Linked DNA regions of Arachis hypogaea: region 1 is linked to region 2. A link is a contact called in public Hi-C data. All regions are on one chromosome and are shown on one strand. Each heading gives the region's core, a stretch centred on a gene start, on an enhancer-like site or on the middle of the called end of the contact. The rest is flanking DNA. Distances are from core to core; before and after follow the strand shown. Region 1 overlaps LOC112790004 (cyclic nucleotide-gated ion channel 4). Region 2 holds the start of LOC112790002 (diacylglycerol kinase 1).

What was found. Hi-C and Micro-C count contacts between places; a contact is called where the count stands out from the background.
Region 1: a Hi-C map of leaf shows a contact between it and region 2, with 2.6 times the contacts expected there. The contact joins the enhancer-like site here to the promoter of LOC112790002 in region 2. A contact is called at or near these places in 2 of 8 Hi-C or Micro-C datasets (leaf and an unstated tissue).

The regions. Positions count from the first base shown.
Region 1 is chr3:27,477,437-27,480,858 of arahy.Tifrunner.gnm2.J5K5, reverse strand. It overlaps LOC112790004 (cyclic nucleotide-gated ion channel 4), which reads left to right. Exons shown (of 7, transcript XM_025832210.3): 6 at 1,369-1,455; 7 at 1,524-2,223. The coding sequence ends at 2,039. Among protein-coding and RNA genes, the nearest start is that of LOC112793823, 8.2 kb to the right of the region's middle. Within about 2 kb of position 1,293, at least 2 of the 3 cell types and tissues checked have open chromatin away from gene starts, as enhancers often do.
Region 2 is chr3:27,411,861-27,415,310 of arahy.Tifrunner.gnm2.J5K5, reverse strand. LOC112790002 (diacylglycerol kinase 1) reads right to left here and starts at 1,674. Exons shown (of 13, transcript XM_025832208.2): 1 at 1,537-1,674; 2 at 541-748; 3 at 274-396; 4 at 43-171. The coding sequence starts at 735.

The sequences.
Region 1 (3,422 bases), core at 44-2,543, 66 kb before region 2:
TCATAATACGAATTTCCTATTGAAGATATCTATTTTCAATTAGAAGAAATAATCATTTCCCCGTTACTATTGACTATTGAGTTATTATTTAATTTAAAAAAATATTTTTGCTATGGGAAAGTACGATGAGCTAATGAAATATTTATACAATGTGTACAATGGAGGTTTATAGAGTATTAGAGATATAATTATTAGTGTTACATTTTTCCATCAGCTGAAGTTTTTGGGATGAGTGGTATCATGATATGGTATTAAAGATGTTTATTATCCCTTGTACTCGGATGGTTATTCTAAATAGTGTAGGAGATGTTCATTTCACAATTCAATAGCCATTATACACAAGGACGGACATAAGGGGGGACGAGTGGCGGTCTCGGCCCCCCAACTTTTTTTAAGAGTAATAAGTTATTATGTATAATAATTTTTTTTAAAAAAATATTTAGTATTTAGTCCGGTATAAATAAAAATCCAGTCTAATTTTAATATTAATAATTTTTAATATCTAAAAAGTAAGTAACAATATTAAAGAAATCTGAAAAAGATATTATTACTAATATTTTTTAATTAAATAAAAAATTTCAAATATCATAAAGTGAATTCTTTTTCTTCTTGTAGCAGTCTTCTTTTATTCATTTGGTATTAATTCTCTCTGTTTCAACTGCTACAATTAATAGATCTTTTTCAACTATGAATATTGTGAAAAATAACTTAGAAATAAAATAAAAGATGAATTTTTTGATAATTTTTTTTAATTATATTGAAAAGAAAATTACTGAAAAATTTTACAAAAATTCCATTATCGGTGAATTTTATGATATGAAGAATCGACCATTTTGTTAGTAAAAAGTATACACATATTTTTTTTTACTTTAAAATATATTCTCTGTCAATATATTTTTATAATACATCTTATATTATATAATTTTTTTTACATAATTTTTAATATTATATGTGTTATTGGCCCCCCCATAATATCATTTCTGGATCCGTCCCTGATTATACACATTGTACAAATAGTCCATTGTCTTCCTAGCGGGATCCGCTATGCTATTTTTTATATACACTTTTCTTTTTTATATTTTTGTTATGGCATAAAAACTAAAATTTTTATCTCCTCTCATTTTTTATGAATCACTTCTATTATTAAAAACAAAAAAATATACAAGAGATATACACCAAAAATATCTCAATTTTTTTAGACTTGTTTTTTCTCTCTCACTTTTCTCCCCTCGCCTTTGGACACAGAGACCAAATTTGATAAACGATAAACCTATTATCTGGGCCATCAAATAAAAACATGTTAGTGGCCCAACAATATCTATGTTCGTGAAACGACACTACTAACACTTGCTCAATACTTCGGTTTAGGTGCCACTATTTCAGCACATGGATGAACTTGTCCTAGAGAACATTTGTGACCGCGTGAAGTCTCTCATATTCACAAAGGGAGAAACAGTAAGCTCTACAACAATGTAGCATTATTGTGCTAAATTTTATATTAATTATTATTTATGATGGTGCAGATAGCCAAAGAGGGAGACCCAGTCCAAAGAATGCTATTTGTAGTAAGGGGTCACCTTCAAAGCAGCCAACTTCTAAGAGATGGTGTGGAAAGTTGTTGCATGTTAGGTCCCGGAAACTTCAGCGGAGACGAGCTCCTTTCCTGGTGTTTAAGGCGGCCCTTCATCGAGCGCCTTCCGCCGTCTTCGTCCACTCTTGTAACACTCGAAACCACCGAGGCATTCGGCCTAGAAGCCGAGGATGTGAAATATGTTACACAGCATTTTAGATATACTTTTGTGAAGGAAAAAGTGAAAAGAAGTGCCAGGTATTATTCGCCAGGATGGCGAACATGGGCTGCCGTGGCGATTCAATTGGCGTGGAGGAGGTACAAGCATCGGTTGACTTTGACTTCCTTGTCCTTTATAATGCCAAGGAGGCCTGTGTTACGTTCCTCTTCTATGGGAGAAGACAGGCTTAGGCTCTATACAGCATTGTTAACCTCTCCAAAGCCTAATCAGGAAGATTATGACTTCTGAGAACGTGAGATATACTATTATTATGCTCATCATGTCAGATTTATTTGGCTAATTTTCACTGTGGAGTATGAGAAATTGGCTGTGTATATGTGTGTTTATGTCCACCATCCTATTACTCAATCATTTGTTCAACGTTTTAGATTTCTTTTAAATAAATGTAGTTCAATATTTTACATCTTTTAAACTTCGGATTAATATTTTATCCTACCATATTTCTTTTATTAACTAATGGTATATATTTGTAAATATACACTTCTAGTTCTATTTGAAATTGTTTTAGACAAATTTTACCAACAAGGTCGAAATTTAATTTCTTATAATTATAATTCTGTATTTTCTATAAAAAAAAATTATATTTACTAGTTCTTTTTCTTCTAAAATATTACAGGTATAATTTTTATCAAAATTATTTAGGGAGAAATTAGATATTTATAATAAAGTCAAAAGCAATAAATAAAAAAATAACAAATAGCAATAATAGAAAGAAAATAAATCAATTTTTGCTATTCTAAGTTCAAAAAAATCTTTTGCTACTCAAATCATTCATTTTTTATTTGCCTTATAGGAATAATAAATCTCTATATTCCTTTCTACATACATTTGTGCGTCAAGATTAGAAAGAAAAAAACAATCATAATATTCTTTTTTTCACCTTGGTGTTTTGTTCAGCCTTCTTTTTTTTCACCTGCTCTTTCATTTCTGACATGATTTCTTTCTTAGTAATCTATTTAGTTGCGACAGATCCTGTTTCGTGTTAAAGCCTTTCATCAAATAGTAATAGCCAGCAGCTAAGCAACTCCTTCGCCAAAGATAAAGAGATAACACCACATAATATTTTATTTTTAATTTTCTATTTTTTTTAATTTTTAATTTTTTTTATTTTTTCAATTTTTTTTTAATTTTCTATTAAACATCTTTAGAATTTTTTTGTTAAATATTTTTGTGATTCAAAACAAAAATAACTAATTGGTTAAATTAAAAGCAAAGACTCTATCTAATATATGAATTACTAGAACTTTTGTGATTTTCTAATAAACATCAAACATATTTTTTGTGATTTGGTCTTGTTGAATGAATAAATAGGTATTTTATATTTTTGTTGAAAGTTAAATTTTTACTTCTTTATTGTAATTTATAATAATTTAAAAAAAATAAAATCTACAAAAATCTTGCTATAACAAATTTTGAATTTGAGTACGTTGAAGCATTTAGTTCTAGACCTTTAATGTATTTCATTTTATTTAGCTACAATATGCAATATGTAGATTGTGGACATGTGAAATTTATTTTTAAATTTTTTAATTAAATTTAAAATTATTTTTTTATTATTGAAAAAAAAAACAACTCTAACTTAAAATAATGAACAATTTACAACTCGATCAC
Region 2 (3,450 bases), core at 425-2,924:
CAAATTAGTAGATTTTAGCAGATTGAGAAAATAGGAAATTACCCATCCAAATGAAAAGGGGATATTGTTTCCGGTTCCCAATGGCACTGTTGCAACTGGTGGTGGCCGATGCAACTTAAGATCGGCGACAACTCCCATAATCCAGCTCGCCGTACCATCTCCACCTGCAACCTGATTGCTATGAATACGTTAGAGATAAGGAGTAATTGAATGTTATTAGATACAAAGATTACTAGAGCATGCTAAAAATAGAAAGTACATTCATCAACGTACAATTATTCTCAATCTTTTTTGAATTTCAGCAGCAAAAGTATCTCCATTGTGCTTTAACTTTTCTAACTTGGAATAAATCCGATGCAGCACCATATCGGGAGCATTTGATCCCAAATCAAAAACCTTGAAAAATACAGAATCACCTAAATCAATATCAATATAACCAAAGATAATGTGAAAAGTTGTAGCTCAAACAGCATGTCAAATTTAAGTCAACAATTTCAAATACATTGCAACCCGCGGCAACCACAAAATAAATGTACCTACCTGATTTTTGTTGAGGAGGGAATTATAGGTAGTAAGAAGCTCGCCACCAAGCTGACCACCACTTTTGGAGTTTATGAAAACTATCAAAGGGCATTCTGGTATGTAATAATCATTGCGAATCTTTGCTCCGGGGACGAGTATGTAATCCGGAATGGCAAAATCCTTCATTCCTCCAATGTTATTCTTGTAAGCCATCAATGTTTTACACCTGAGTAATTTCATCACACAAGATAACATGTATCAATAATCGAAATCAATATTTCCTATCAACCTTTTAGGCCAAAAGTACAACTGTTCAAATTAATTAAAAAAGAAATAAGTTCATGAAAAACTTAACGTTTAAGTCTAAAAGTGTCCAACTCTAAATAATTCTAATAAGGAGAGGATGGATGCATACTTCGAAAAAGAAAATAACTTAGCGGAAGAAAAAGACTTTCGGACACTGAAGTCTTCGTATTTGCGCTTAGATAGTTCAATTTAGTTGAAGTTGATAAACACAACAGACAATTTTTCTTTTATCTTTTTCAGCAACGAGGATTGGTGCATTGCTTCGTGTCTTAAGCTAAAGACCAAAAAGAGAAAGAAGAAAGTTCCTTTACTGAATCGAACCACTACCTCCTAACCAACAGAAAAAATAAAAAAAAAAGGCTCACGCGTCTTAACTCTGTCCCTTTGCTCTTTTAACCAACTTGGCGAAAATTCAACAAAGGAACACCGAAATGTCAAGCATTTTATTTGTTAAAACTTACAACCGACACCAAAACCATCATGCAAATTACGTAATCGCAGTTATTCTAATCGATATGATTCCGCCAAAAATAAAAAGTGAAAGATAAATAAATAAACAAATAAGTTGCAGTTTACTTTTTATTTGTTTAGTTTGCATCAGCCACAGAGGTCTTTGCTGCGATAGTTCAAACAGGTATCGCAGAAAGTGAGACTTAGTTGTAACGAAAAGAGAATCAGATGAATTAGAAAAAAGAGAAGATACTTTACCCAAACTTGATTTTTTGCTTCTGTAGAGAGAGATATTCTATATCCGACGAATGATCCACGCTAAAATATAGTGTTCTAGTGAATTAGCCCAGAAGTAACTGTAGATTCCTTCTTCTGGTAGAGCAATGCAATCAGCAAGCAGGGAAAAGAGAATTTATTTAAACCAAAAACTGTTTAGCTTTTTGCTCCCACTGAATATGGAGGGAAAAAAAGAGAATAGATTAAATCGATGACCTGGAGTATTATGCCACGTCAGCAGAGTTTTCATATCAGAAAGACCGAAACTGTGAAGAGCAATCCCGGTGGTTTTGGGTGGAGTTTCTGACGAAATAGAGTAGAAAATTAGAAATTAAATAAATAATATTGTTTATGATAAATAATAATATAACAAGAAAATGTTAAGAATATTAACTTGTTTTTCTAATTATTTTTTAATTTGCATATAGAAAATGTTAAATTTTTACTTTTTGATGTTTTAAAAAAATAATAGATAACTTTAATTTTTTATTTTTAAATATTAAAATAGTGATATTTTTATTAATATTTAAATAAATTTAATTATTTCAAAATGTTATTTATTATTTTTATTAATTTAAAATTATATTTAATCATAAAGTACAAATATATTATGTAATACTTCTAATTTTATTATTTCTGCATAGTATTTTAACAATTTGACACATATTGAGTTGTATGTTCTACAGTCCAACAACATAATTCATAAAAATTAATAATGTGAAAATTTCAGTAAAAAAATCAGATATTATGAATATAGATTGATTGTATTCTCACTTTTTAAATTTTAAAACGGAGGTAAGAAAATTTATTGAAAAATATGGTGTTTAACATCACTGTAATAGCTATAATAATGTATATCTGTTAAGTGTAGAGACTTTATATAAGTTTTTAGTTGATTATGATGATTTTTAACTTTTAATAACATGTGACATCGTCAAGGGTTTAATAAATAATTATTTAGCTTGTGTTGAAGTTGCTAATTGGTCAAGAGGTTAACCATAATCTTCCTTTTTTTACTTTGCAAAAATTCTCTTATTAGAAAATCAGGTAATGCATTTGATTCTCTTTTAATATGCTCAATAGAAAAATCAAAACATGATAATATAGCTTGCTATCTAGCAAATATTTGTTTAGAAACTAAATTTTTAACATCATTCTTTAATATATTAGGAGCTGCTTTGCAATCAGTTATGATTAAAAAGGTTTTATTGAACAAGTCTTCCTGAAAACATGAAACACATCAAACAATGGCTAATATTTCTTTTTTAATGGTAGCATAATTTTTCTAGGCTGAATTCCATACAGCCGAATGATATTTAACTATTTGTTCTTTTGAGCAGTTTGGAAAGACTTGTTTAAGTATTCCTCCATACCCTAATTCTGAAGCATCTGTTTCTACTATTAGACTTGCTTTAGGGTCTGGTATACTCAAACAAGAAATTTTTTTTATTAAATATTTAATTTTTTGAACTATTTTAGACATGTCTTCTGTCCAAAGAGGAGGATGTTTTCTTAGCCTTTTATACAAAGGTTCACATAAAATTCTTATTCCTGGTAAAAATTCGGCTACATAATTAAGACATCCTAAAAATCTTTGTAATTATTTTTTGTCAATAATTTTATTTGAAAATTTTTCTGCAAATTCAACAGATCTCTTAATCGGAATAATTGTTCCTTAAAAATTTTCATATCCTAAAAACCTTACTTTTGTTATAAATATGTTCATTTTCTTTTCAGATAGGACAAGACCATTTTCTTTTATAATATTAATAAATTTTTTTAGGTGCTGAATATGCTAGTTTATTCCTTTAAAGTATACAAGAACATCGTCTAAGTAGATTATGGTAAAATCTATACATGCTTAAAAAATATTATTCATAATTTCTTGAAATTCAC